Linked DNA regions of Xenopus tropicalis: region 2 is linked to region 1. The links are chromatin contacts, called in public Hi-C maps. All regions are on one chromosome and are shown on one strand. The core of a region is the stretch at or near the end of the contact, and the rest is flanking DNA. Distances in the headings are between cores, read along the strand shown. Region 1 overlaps ippk (inositol-pentakisphosphate 2-kinase). Region 2 holds the start of cenpp (centromere protein P).

The links. Hi-C and Micro-C count contacts between places; a contact is called where the count stands out from the background.
Region 2: a contact with region 1 is called in a Hi-C map of gastrula embryo, with 2.2 times the contacts expected there. The contact joins the promoter of cenpp here to the enhancer-like site in region 1. A contact is called at or near these places in 5 of 5 Hi-C or Micro-C datasets (brain, gastrula embryo, liver and 2 more).

Annotation. Positions count from the first base shown.
Region 1 is chr4:123,998,607-124,005,363 of UCB_Xtro_10.0, reverse strand. ippk (inositol-pentakisphosphate 2-kinase) reads right to left here. Exons shown (of 13, transcript NM_001079280.1): 12 at 5,957-6,036; 13 at 1,258-5,356. The coding sequence ends at 5,137. It overlaps cenpp (centromere protein P), which reads left to right. Exons shown (of 9, transcript XM_031901101.1): 9 at 1,045-1,419. The coding sequence ends at 1,187. Among named protein-coding and RNA genes, the nearest start is that of ecm2, 22 kb to the left of the region's middle. Within about 2 kb of position 3,658, at least 2 of the 11 cell types and tissues checked have an H3K27ac peak or open chromatin away from gene starts, as enhancers often do. A contact at or near this core is called in gastrula embryo, where this site is marked.
Region 2 is chr4:124,139,479-124,146,235 of UCB_Xtro_10.0, reverse strand. cenpp (centromere protein P) reads left to right here and starts at 2,630. Exons shown (of 9, transcript XM_031901101.1): 1 at 2,630-2,856. It overlaps nol8 (nucleolar protein 8), which reads right to left and starts at 2,332. Exons shown (of 18, transcript NM_001374751.1): 1 at 2,241-2,332; 2 at 928-1,098. The coding sequence starts at 1,060.

The DNA of each region.
Region 1 (6,757 bases), core at 2,409-4,908:
CCTTGTCCCCTTGATGCAAATCCCCTGCAGGGAGAGAGTCGTCAGGCAGTTAAGCACCCACTTGCAGGAGCCCTGCCTTATGATTTATACAGGGTTCCAGCCACTTACTCAAGTGCTACCATACCTGACCCAGGTATATATTTCCAGCCCCGGCCACTCCATTGCTTACTAGCAGTGAGAACTGACTGTGCAGCAGCAGATGCTTGAGGTACTGAGTGTGGTTACATTTAAACCACGCGGGCGACTAATCTCCCTGAATTGGCATCCCACCGGCGAAAATGTAAGTCGCCGGTGGGATGGCACACACTGCGCAGGCGATTTCGACAAATTGCCGAAGTTACCTCGAGAGGCATTTTCGGCGATTTGCCGAAATCGCACCGCCACGTGTGCCATCCCACCGGCGACTTAAATTTTCGCTGGTGGGATGGCAACTGATGGCAACTCGGGGAGATTAGTCGCCCGAGACACGGGATATTTGTTGCGGGCAACTAATCTTCCCGTGTGCCAGAGCCCTAAAACGCACTTACCGTCACTGCCCAGACGCACATTTGCCCACTGCTAGTAAATAGGTTAATGTTTATCTGTTTTATGGCCTTTTGTAAAGAAAACTGCAAGAAAAAGGCTGATAGCTATAAGCAGCAGAAGCTAGAGAGCTGTCTATTGCTAATCCCTTATCTTGTGGTTAAACATAGAGCCTGCTGTGGGAAATGCCTCGGCCAAAACAAACATGGCAGCTCCAACTCAAGCTAAATGCAAATATAAACGGAATGAATGTTTAGCGCACCAAAAGCATTTCTCATCATGTTTAGGAAGTGACTGTAGGAGGTTAAGGGGATTTCATGTAAATCTTATCATATATTTATAGACATATTGAAACAAACATTCCTGACTGTTTATTACTGTGGGGCTATTTCCTTTACTGGAACTTTATGAGCTAAAGGGGGTACTGGCCAAAGGCTGAACCTCAAAGTGGGGGCTTGTCCAGCAAGTGTGACTGGCCCTGTTCTCTGGGCCGTATGTAACACTTTGGAATCTCTTGTGCAGCTGTGGCCCTCGATAAGAGCGGAGTGGTGGAAGGGGCTGCCTCGGGCTTCAGAAACCTCCTGCGGGTCTTTGGCATTCATGGCTCTATTGAACGGCTCATTCAGTCCTTCTGCTGCTTGTCCGACACAGATGCCAGTGTATAATGTGGCTACCAGGCTGTGAGATGGAGCAGCAGGGGGGTTCCCCACAGAATAAATGCAACAGGAATTGGAATGTTGTCTGAATGTCATTTTATTGAATAAAAATCTTGTTGTTTTCCCATTTATAAACAATATCCTCAGCTCATGCGCTATGTACAATATGTATGGCACATTATATATAATTTATTATGCATTGGAAAATAAATACAAGCATTAAATACAAAATTCTGCAAGACAGGACGTGTCCTACTCCATTTCTGATCATTAAAGAAGGAGGGGTGCCACACAGTAGCCCTTTGCTCACAAGAACACCCCCTAACCCAATGGTTTTTTTTAGTCCATCCTGTCAGTCATGTTTCAGCTGAAGGAAACTACCAGGAGCAGACAGACTGAAGGCACAGCCCTGGAACGCTCAGTGGGAGAGGCCCAGTATGGGGCAAAGAGGCAAAAATTCAATTACAATAAAACTTCTGATTTTGTATTCACATGAAATTCCCCCTCCCACCTTGTGTTACTGAGTCAGACATCAACAGCAACCTGATGCCATTCTGCAAAATGAGCAAATCGCCCAATTCCTGTGTGACTGGCACCATGGGAGAAGCACAAGTCAGGGAAAGACTTCCAGCATTTACTGGATCCACTACTTCCCTGGGACTAGAAGTAAATAGTGGCCGAGGCCAAGTAAATAGTGGCCGAGGCCAATCACAAAATAAGATTATGAGAGTCATCACAACAGAAGCCTTATACTTTGTGTGTGCAACAGAGATCTAAACATTTCTCTCTGATAACTCAGGGATAATATATTACATTAAGATCCATATAAGGGCTATGGCACATGCAGTGGATTCTGTTGTATTTCAGCTGGCAGAGAATCCACCCCATGCCCCTTCCAGGATGGTTCTACCCTTGCATAGTGTTAGCAGCCCCAATATGGCTGCCAGTTACACATACAGTAAGGGAAATACACAGCATTGAGCAGCAGTGGCTTTACTTTTGCAACGAATAAGATGACTCCTTTGTATAAGGCTCTGGTATGACAGCTTCTTCACCTTTTATAACAATATTCTGAGGGGTTGGGGTCTTCAAATTCATCCTCTCCATCCTCATTCATTTATATAGCGCCAGCAAATTAGACAGCACTTTACAATAATTTATAACTAGCAGCGGTTACAGCATAAAAACAGTGTGGCCTGCGGCTCAGCTGAACGAATCACAACAGTATTTATCAAAGCAATTCCCACTTCTCCAGAAAGTGACCTGACCTATGGCAGCAGTACATACTGGCATGCAGACTGGCCTGTGCCAGAGCACCACATTGCCAGAAGTAAAAACAGTACTCGCCAACGCCCAACTGCAAGAATCAGACTGATAGCAGTACATACTGGCACGCAGACCGGCCTGTGCCAATAGGCTGAGCACCACATTGCCAGGAATAAGAGCAGCACTTGGCAATGCCCAACTGCAAGAATCGACTGATAGCAGTAACACTGCACCCCTCAGAGCCAATCAGATAGCAGTTCCTTGGTGACCGCGGAGTCACTAAAGCCCCCATTTTGAGTTTCCTCATAATAAATTTGTGCTGTTGGGAAAGTATGTGCTAGTCCAGCTCATTAGCTCTGTGGGCTGTAATTACTCAACCAAAAATATTTGCATACAGGGGTTTTTCTGCCATTTAAGCCAAACCAACACTCATATCACATTCATATGTATACAGTTTGTCTCATAATAATATATATTTATAGCTAGGAATCCCACAGATGGGAACATTTCCTGCGTCAGGATTCCTATTTAGCATACATGGCCCTGAATTTATAAAACCAAGCAAAACTTAACAATAAATTACGATCTAAGGACACAAAAAAAATGTTTCAGGCAATTCCAGAAGGAAAACGTTGCTAAGTTATTAGCAGCATGGGAGCCGGGGAATAACGGCTTCTCATAGTAATGGAAACGTGCCTTTCAGTACTGGGGGGCAGTCAGTCGCCAGTAGGTGCAACAGTATATTCCAGATAGGGTGCCAGAGACTTGGCAGATAAAGGGAAAGTATTTCTAACAATACTGTGTCTGGCCTACAGTAAAATGTTCAACTGTAACAATGTGTGAGGGTCTGCACCCTTGTCTATTGGGGGAGTTATAAACCATAGAAAACCTACTGTTACAGAGAGGCCCATGCTGCAGGCACATACGCTGAATGATTTCATGCACCATTCCACCATCACAATTCATTTGTAGTCTTTCTCCTAAAAATCAGAATTCGTCATGTATGGGACAATGGGCAGTGAGGTCACATGACCAGTGCTCCAAAAATAATGTATAAAAATAGGGTAAGATACACACCCAATGACATGCACTTTAATAACATCAGTTAAAACTTGTTTGCAAATGGATCCCACATATATCTGAAGCAGACTGTCCCTCCCTGCTGTTTAGCACAATAAGGGTTAGAAACAATACCAGCCATTGGCACCTCAGCGCAAATTCCAAAGCCCAAACATGGCCAACCTAGTCCATCTGCCACACCCACACGATCACAGGACAGATCTACAACATATATCATGCAAATGGGTTTTGTGCTCCTGGCCGGGGGGGGGGGGGGGGGGGGTGTGTAAAGGCCTTGATGGGCCTCCCTACTAGGTCCGGTTAGCTCATACAAGGCCTACAACTGTAATTATTTACTTATGGGAACTGTAGCTACAGGGAAAAGAAACGGACAAATTAGAATGCCTGCTAACACAAATGGCTGAAATCCAGTGGCCACCTGTTGCTTTTATGGGAACGGGACAGGATCTGTACAATTATACGAGATTAAAATCAATTGCCTCCTCTTGTTACACCCTTCACACTATTGACATTTCCAGAATAACCAATTTACTTAGTAAATGGAAGGCTTATTAGAGACTTGTAACTACAGTCATATGGCTCCGGTGTCATACTCCTCATTACCAGGGTCTCTGGCCCAGGTTTAGCTGCAACAACCACTGTGCCACTATGTGGTGTGATCTGTCTGTGCTGGGGGTCCACTATCCACGTCTTTTACATAGGAGTGATGGGTGATACCCCTGCATTGAACACAAACCATTTGGGTTTTTGCTACGCTACCTCCATTAATGTAGATACGGTCTTAAAAGCTCTTGTGATAACATGGGTGTGGTTTAAAAAAGAAAGTGGTCAAAACTGGCTCCTGTGATCGTTTCTCCAGCACTTAGGCCAGAAAAACTCTGGCCCTCAGTACCATAGAAGTTGGACAGCACTGCTTTAGAATATATTCAAGTATTTGGACTGTTAATGAAAGGTAGCTGGGGATGACATGCACAGAATTAGTGCCATTAGAGCCAGAGGTTCGAGTGAGGGACCCGACTGGCTTTGGTGTAATGCATGAAACGCTGTAAAGCAGTTTTGTTGCAATATTAAGGATGCATCTAAACCAGTTACCCGGGAAGCTGCAGAGAAGCAAAACAATGCAAGTAGAGAGATTATTTCTGAGTCTGAGAACTAACACTGCACGGGCCACTGTAGGGCTCCGATCTGTAGCGCTGGAGGCACTCAATAGGAGAGCAGCAGCATGAATGCACAGGGACAGATGTTTGCCTTAATTCTGTATAAAAAAAAGTTTCATTTAGTTAGCAGTCATCTTGTATCAAACAGGCAGGACATTTAAATTAAATTAATTGGTGGGCTCTGCCCTTCAATGCATAGAACCCTTTTGTACTCTATGAAAGTGCCCAAGTAGGGCAGCTGTAGGCCGTCACTTAAGTCCACAATACAAGCTCATTGCAGACAGCAGCAGCAATGCCAGATATTGGCCCCTTTGCAAGTGCAAGACATGTATTTATGGCCAAAAGCCAATCACGCTGCAAGTATCTGGGTGAAGACGCCTGATGAAATGACTTCAGCCGCAAAGGGGTTAGCATATTCACAGTTCCAAATTGGGAGGGATAAAACAAAGTCAATATTATACTTTCTGTAGCAGAAGGGTGCAGTCCTCACTTTTCTTATACAGGTTTATAGAATCCTCTTGGGCCTTTATACTCTTCAAGTAATGATTCACAATCTTACTGTCCCTTTTGTATTGGTGCGGAATGTTTTCGTACGGCTTGAGGTCCAAATCCAGGATGGACACAGAATGAATAAAACTGGATTTGGAGCTCCTAATCACAGAGCGGGGATCCAAGCTGAAAGAAGGAGAGACATAACTCAGTACATTCCTGCAAAGTCCCCCCCAACGCTGAGCAAGTGCATCAGAAGAAAGGGTTCCGTTACACCTTGCCCTCCTGCATGTATACCAGTCTAGCGATGGGGAAACAGTAGTGAAGTGCATACTGCAACCCGATCATTGCCATCACACTCAGCCATTGAATTCTGTAGGCCACAGTGACTACTGACCTCTTGGTGGCTTCACTCACAAGCCCACTCCATACAAGGAAGCAGAGTGAGTTCCTTTGCACTAATTGTCTGACCAATGACTCAAACAGGCTGCAAATTTTAGCCAATATTTATGTCATTAAATAAGCCTATATACTAGCCAATCCTGTATGGTATCCCCCATCTGAGCAGAGAGAGACCATATGGCATTGGCACCTTCCTATTGTTACAGTTGTGTCGGCCAGAAAAAATGATCTGCCGATGCACCATGGTACGCAGCCACATATGTAAGTAATTAGGAGCCAAAACACTGCGTGGCTGCCTGAGCAGAGCTTGGTATCTCCGAGGCCAAATAATACTGACATGTCATTAAGAACTGGCTCAATAGAGTGTAAAGCGACGGAACCTACCATTCTTCCTGTACAGTGGGGGAAAGGGCGATCATGATGGAGCAATCTTTAGCCGTCATTGCCACTCTGTACTGCTGGATCTGCAATGGTAGAATGGAGGGGGAAGTTCAGCGAGACAATGATACGAGACCAGCGCATGAATTTCATTAGCAAGTTAAAAAGACTTTTAATCATGGCTTTTCAATGTGGGTCACTAACCCCAGCAGCTAAAAACTATTGCTTCCAGTTCCTCAAACCACTGCCAGTTGCTAGGATTATTTGGACCCCAGCAACCATAGAGCTGCTAAAATTGCAAACTGGATAGTTGCTGACAGGTCGGACTGGGAGGTGCAGGGTGAAGAGTATGTAAAACACTAGGCCTAAGAGCAGCTAATAACAAGTGTACAGGATAAACAGTACATTAAGCAAAGATCCATAATACGAGTCAGGAGGGAAGGCACTAACATTTACTGCAACTGACTGCCTGGTTACTATGGCAATTCAATGCAATGCATTTTTTATTAGAATGGGACAGTTAACAGTATGGTAAATGCTACTTTTCTTAATTACATCCATATTACTACACTGTATTTAGTCTTTTATTCAGCAGTGTTACACAGAGCAATGGAAACTAGCGGGCTGCACCCATTAAAGAAGCTTACACTCTACAGGTCAATAATCCCCAACCAGTGGCTCAGGATCCACCCCCTTTGCTCCCAGTGGCCTCAAATTAGGTGCCATTTTTAAAATTCAAGCTCACAGACACATTTTGGAAGCCCAGAGACACAGTTTTACCCCAAGCAGAGCCTCCTGCAAGCCGGC
Region 2 (6,757 bases), core at 1,381-3,880, 140 kb before region 1:
CTGAAAGGCAATTAAGAGAAGACATATAGGAGGACTAGTATTTTCAAAAGTTGCCTGCAAATTTATAGAATGCCTGTATTTGACACTTGTGTCATTAATAGCATAGAAGGGCGAGGTACAGGATTTCTTTTTCCACAAAAGTTGGCAACCATAGGTACCAATGAAATGCTGTCAAGTGGTAATATGTTTCTGTATTAGTCAGTGCTTTTCATGTGGCGATGTAAAAAGCCAAGAAATCCCTTGCCACTGGCTGTAATTTTTGTTTTCTGTTGTGACTGATTCCGTTTGCCCTAAATTTGACTGTGGGTCCATACATTTGGGTCCCTAAATGTCAATTGTACATTGTGAATATAATAAAAAATTAATAAAAATATTCGAAATATCCTACATAAAGACTGAATTTTAATAAATGGATCATCATACAAAAAACTTGCTCCATTTTACTATATTTACTGTATATTTACAATAAAAAACGATTCCAGGTACCAGGTAGTCCATCCTAGAAAATATGTTTTTTTCTCTGCTAGCTAGCTCCTGCAGTATTCTAAGGGTTTTCTGCAGATCTGGCAGTTCCGGGACCATTCGCTATGCAGGAGGCCCCTGTCAAATCAGAAACCTCTGAGGAGCCCTTCATCCCACAACTGAACAAATAGGACAGCATTCCCAATCCCCAACACAGCGTTTTGACAGCTGCACTGGCACCATAGTGTCATGATCTGACACTATAAAGGTGGCCATATCGGACCGATATCGCCAGCTAGAATTGGCCTGTTTATGGCCACCTTAAGAAAACTCCAGATTACTAAGAAAAAAAGGCTTTAAAGTTTCCAGGAGTCACTGTGTATTTGAGCAGTATGGGATGATAGCAGACTAATTAAGAGCATGATATATACAAAGATTGTATGCTGTAACAAACTAGTGTCTTACCCTTTTCATCTTTCCTGGTAATGATTTCCACATCATTCACTTTCCCAAATTTTCCAAATCTATCTGTGAGTTCAGAATCGGTAACAGAGGGCCCAATTCCTCCAACATAGAGTCGTTTTAATGATGCTTCCATGATTCAGGACTTGTATATATATGCAGGGTCAAGTATTTCTACACAAAATAATAAATATAGTTATTACAAACAGATTAAGGCCAGGGATGATCTTTTATATAGTTCCATTTATCCTTCATGTCTGGGCTATGGGGTTACAGATGAAGCTTCTGTACAGCCACCCTGCCCCCTGTCATTCAGCTGCTGAATTAAATATCACTGCAGTTGCTGGTGTTGTTATTCACGAATAGAAGGGACTGAACTAAGACAGCCAGACACCAGCAAAACCCTCTAGGTTCTACTGAATTACTAGCACACAAGAAGAAGTTAGTGCACCCACTTTCTTAGTAACACTAACATATTCCCAATTACATTACACAGGATAGTGCCAGTATCTCTAACAGCAGCCCAAAGAAAAAGGGGCACACAGATTCTTTGGAAGGGGCAGACAAAGCCCAGCTTTATTTATTAGCCTGTCTGGGTGCTAGGATAATTTGAACGCTAGCCACTGGATAATTGCTAAAATTCCAAACTGGAGAGCTGCTGAACAAAAAGATTAATAATTAAAAAAAAAAACACACATGATAAAATGAAGACAAATTGGAAATCTTCTAAGAACATCCCTGTCGGCATAGTACTAAAAGTTAATTTAAAGGTGAACTACCTCTTTAAAAATCCAGGAGTCATTTCCCAAACAATCATATTTTTTGACCAATTTTCTCTGCAGTAATGTGACAGTACCTTGTGGTTAAAGGGAACTAAATTGCTCAAACCCATATTCTACTTTTTAGTGTTCAATAATTATAAGCAATGGGTTTCCAAATCACAGAAGATTGGAAACCCCAGATCCCAAGCATTTCACAAAATAGATCCCAAGCATTTCACAAAATAGATCCCAAGCATCCCAGAGAAAAGATCCCATAGGGGAACTATTGATATCAGAAGTATTCCCAGTAACAACAGCATGTCACGAAATGAAGCTGATTCATTGCTGCAGAGAATTTAGCACAACATGCCAAATGCAGCTTTAATGAGAACCTTCTTAAAAGATGAATGTTGGAGACTAACACTGGCACCTACTCGGCAAGTTCTTTTTTTAATGACAGCTATCTTTACAGGTCGCTCTATCGATGCTGAACTACAACTGCCGTCGCCCCCCTACACACAGCACCAGAACACGTTTTCCCCGAACTCCACTAACCTGCACATAAACATTCCGTCTAACACATGGTCTTACAGGCTTCCGGAACACTAACTGGAAGCTGCGTCTCGCTAATAGGACCCGACCACAAACACGACTGAGGAGTTAAAGTTCCGCTTCCAGAAACACATAAGATAGGGACCCTAGTTTTGCCCTAGGCGCCGGCGGTATATAGTCATTTGCTCCATATATAAGTTCGAGCACATATGTCTGTTCCGGAAGAACAGCAATCAGGGAATGTAAGATAAAATTGTTTTAACAATCACGGATCTGAAAAATTGAAGCACCGGCTGGTAGCAAAATATGAACCAATGCCATTAGGTGGCGCTAAAGGCAAGGGTCAGACCAATAACTGCGTTAATAGGAATTACGAATTTCGGCGCGGAGAGGACGCAGCGTTGACTGGTTTCCTTACAGATTACAAACGGGAAATAACTTTCGTGCTGGTGTGGTGATTGACACTAGTAGATTCCCATTTTGCTGGGCTGCCATTAGAAAGTAGCGCCCCCCCTAAGTGTGCGACTATTTGGATGCGGCCGCAGGAAAGGTGAAGACCTTTGAAGTAAAACTCGGGAAAGTTCAGTGACAGCTGCGCACTGAGAAAAAAGCGGGAAAGGTGAGGTCATTTAAGGCGACGCATGTGGGAGGAGGGGCTAGTGGGAACTCAGGGTTTAAAGTGGTTTTATAAATATATAAAATATAATGTACTATTACCCTGCACTGGTAAAGCTTGCATATGTGCTTCATATATATATATAACTGATACAGTTATATAAACAAACTGCTTTGTATCCAAGGGGGCAGGCATTAGAGCTGAATAGGGCAAAAAGCAGGTTTTTATAGCAGGTAAGCTGTGTCTGTGACTTTAATGGGATAATCAGATGCCATTGGTGGGTCTGTCTACTTGACAGCAGCCTGGAAACCTTACTCATAGAAAATAGGACATTTGTTGCAAATAAATAAATGTAAATGTTGGCCCTGGAACAACAGATACAGAACCTTAAAGGAGACATATAGGGTAAATGGGAAAACCCTAATTTTGTAGGCAATTATGAATAATATCCGGTGCTGGTTTCCCTTTGGGCTAAACATTAACCCTATCTGTAACAATGGCCCCTTTATTGGAGCTCCCTATAGATCCTATCACTTCTCTGTCCGAGTTTGAAATAAAGAGTGGGCGTGGCCTAACAGTCCCTGCCGGAAGCACAGTAAGAGGGGGAGAGCCAATCACAGCCCTGCACTCACACAAGCAAAGACAGGCTTCAGTTCCCTATCAGGTCAGCCTAGCTGCTGATTGGTTCCTGTCCTACAGTGCAGGGTACGGAGGGCCGCCGGCTCCCCAGCTCATCCAGAGAATTCAGCCAGCAGGAAGTGGAACGGATGGGCGGGGCTAGTGGGGTTTTGGTGGATTTTTAAATAAATCAGTCTGAAACACAACTTTTTTAAGCACATTCCTTCTATATCTAGAGGAGTATAATTCACTGGTACATTCATCATTTTTATAGGATATGTCTCCTTTAAATGTAAAAGAAATATTTTTGTTGTATATGGTACTATGGTACTGGTATATGGTACTGATCCTTTAAGGTGTGATAAACTTGTATGTAGAGCAGAAACCCTGTAAAATTACTAGTAATTCATTTTATACTTATCCAGAAGATTGCCAGGGGAAGAATCAGTAAACGTACGTTTTCTTAATAAAGAGTCTTTTAATCCTTTAGACATCAATGAAATACAACAAATAAAATACAGTTCTTAACTTGGCACATAAATAAGATATTTTAAGTTGCCTGACTTATTATCTTACATAAGGTTGCCACCTCTGCTGGCGTTTTTGTTGCCGGGTAGGGTGTGGGCAGTGATGTCACGGCGGATGGGGAAGAGGTGGGGCTGTGATGTCACAGGCCAGGAAAAGGCGGAGCTATGACACAGAGATTGGCTTATCGCAGCACCAATCAGTGAGTCCTGCCCAGTTTTCCTAATTTGGAAAACCAGGCAGGAGGTTTTGATCTAGACAGCCTCTCCGAAAACCGGGCGGACAGGTGGTAAACCTAATCTAACATGACCCTGATGTTGAAGGGTTCTGAGGCCTTGATGTTTCTTCTAGCCTTCTCTCCTAGAAGTCTCTTTTCTCCCACCCTTTCAACTTACTAATGCAAATTGGGCTTGGTTTATATAGTTTTAACATAAATATAATGTATTTATACAGATTTAATATAGATCTTCATAAATATATTTATAGATTCATTATCATAGTCCACTTAAAACCACCCATTTGCCAGCTATAGATATAATATTCTTACAGATAGTCTAATAGGGTAATTGCTGTGCGTCAGCACAACCTTATATATAGTAGGCATCACTGAACAAATTAACCGCTTCATAGGCCCTTTGAAACACTGCCATGGTAGTGAAATCTTACAACAAACTGCAAGGATACTGAAATTCCCTTGTCTATGTCCCTATAACAGGAAAATGTATTGAACTCAAAAGACCCCAACCTATGTTTATATAAAATTACATAAAGAACTATATCTAGCATAGAATTATACTCAATACATAATACTACAGGTATGGGACCCGTTATCCAGAATGCTTGGGACCTGGGGTATTCTGGATAAGGGGTCTTTCCGTAATTTGAATCTCTTACCTTAAGTCTACTAAAAAAATAATTTAATCAGTAATTAAATCCAATAGGATTGATTGGACTCCTATAAGGATTAATTATATCTTAGTTGGGATCAAGTACAAGGTACTGTTTTATTATTAAAGAGAAAAAGGAAATCATTTTTAAAAATTAGAATTATTTGCTTATAATGAAGTCTATGGGAGATGGCCTTTCCGTAATTCAGAACTTTCTGGATAATGGTTTTCCAGATAAGGTGTCCAATACCTGTACAACTAAACAAACACATAAATGTATGATAAGGTTTATTTCAAATGCTGTCCTCCAAGAATACCAAAATCATCAGTCCTCCCCAAATGCCACCTGTCTCTCCACATTCATCCAGCATTATATTTAAACATTTACCCTTAGCTTTTAGTAGCTAGAAGTTATATTGTTAATCATGGTTAATTGTTATATAAAGTTAAAATAGCACTGTATTATTTCTAACACCCCTCCCCCAGATGCTGCCATATTGCAGAGATGGTATTTTACCCAATTAGCCCCTCACCCTAGCATAAAAGGGCCTGTCGTCTGGATGGAGATTCAAAATAGACCCTGGTAGTTCAAGTACCAGTAGGCAAAACATAAACCAGCAGTTTTTGGCAGTTTATATCAGCTCCTCTGAATTTCTAGATTGTCACTGCCAGTCTATGGCATCTTACAGAAGCTTCTCTGGCATTGATTTTTAATATGTTTTTTTAATGACCTGGAGGTGGGCATTGAAAGTACATTCTCTGTTTTTACTAATGATACTAAATTGTGCAGAGCTATGTTCCATGCAGGATGCTGCCACTTTGCAGAGAAATTTGAGAAAAAGAGGTTCAATGTTGATAAATGCAAGGTTATGCACTTTTGTAGAAACAACATAAATGTGAGTTATACACTAAATGGTAGTGTGTTGGGGGCCCTTAATTAAGAAGGATAACAAGCTGTGTAACTCTTGACATTGTCACTAACTAAAATAAAATCAAATAAAGTTTTAAGAAAAAGTCCATTAACTTGAGGGATGAAAGCATTTTGCTACTTTATAGATTAGGATATTATTAAGGTTATTGCTAGAGGATGATGGGTTTGCCATCAGTAGTGTGGTAACCAGCAGCTGCTCCCAAGTAAAAATGATGCCTGATGCCAACATTCTGAAAGGGAATTAAGAGAAGACATATAGGAGGACTAGTATTTTCAAAAGTTGCCTGCAAATTTATAGGATGCCTGTACTTGACACTTGTGTCATTAATAGCATAGAAGGGCGAGGTACAGGATTTCTTTTTCCACAAAAGTTGGCAACCATAGGTAGCAATGAAACGCTGTCTCAAGTGACAAGTGGTAATATGTTTCTGTATTAGTCAGTGCTTTTCATGTGGCGATGAAAAAAGCCAGGACATCCCTTGACACTGGCTGTAATTTTTGTTTTCTGTTGTTCTGTTGTTTTCCGCTGTCGATTGTACATTGTGAATATAATACTGTCAAAATATTCTAAATATCTTACATAAAGATTGAATTTTAATAAATGGATTATCATACAAAAAACTTGCTCCATTTTACTCCATTTCTGTATATATACATATAATCCCAAAGGAGGAGCACTCACACTAAAAAAATATATTGTCTGCCTTGATGCTAGTAACAAATTATGTCCCACAACATTATTTTATTATTATTATTATTATTTAGTAACTTATATAAGAATAGAAATAATGAAGTTAAGTTCGCTGTATAACACAATAATGACCAGCAAGTGTCTCTTCTGTGCACAGACGTAGATGAGTAGATAAAAAGTATGTAAGGTTTTGTATTATGGGCTTTCTAATATATGTTCTGCTAATATACTCAATGGCTGGAAATACACGTA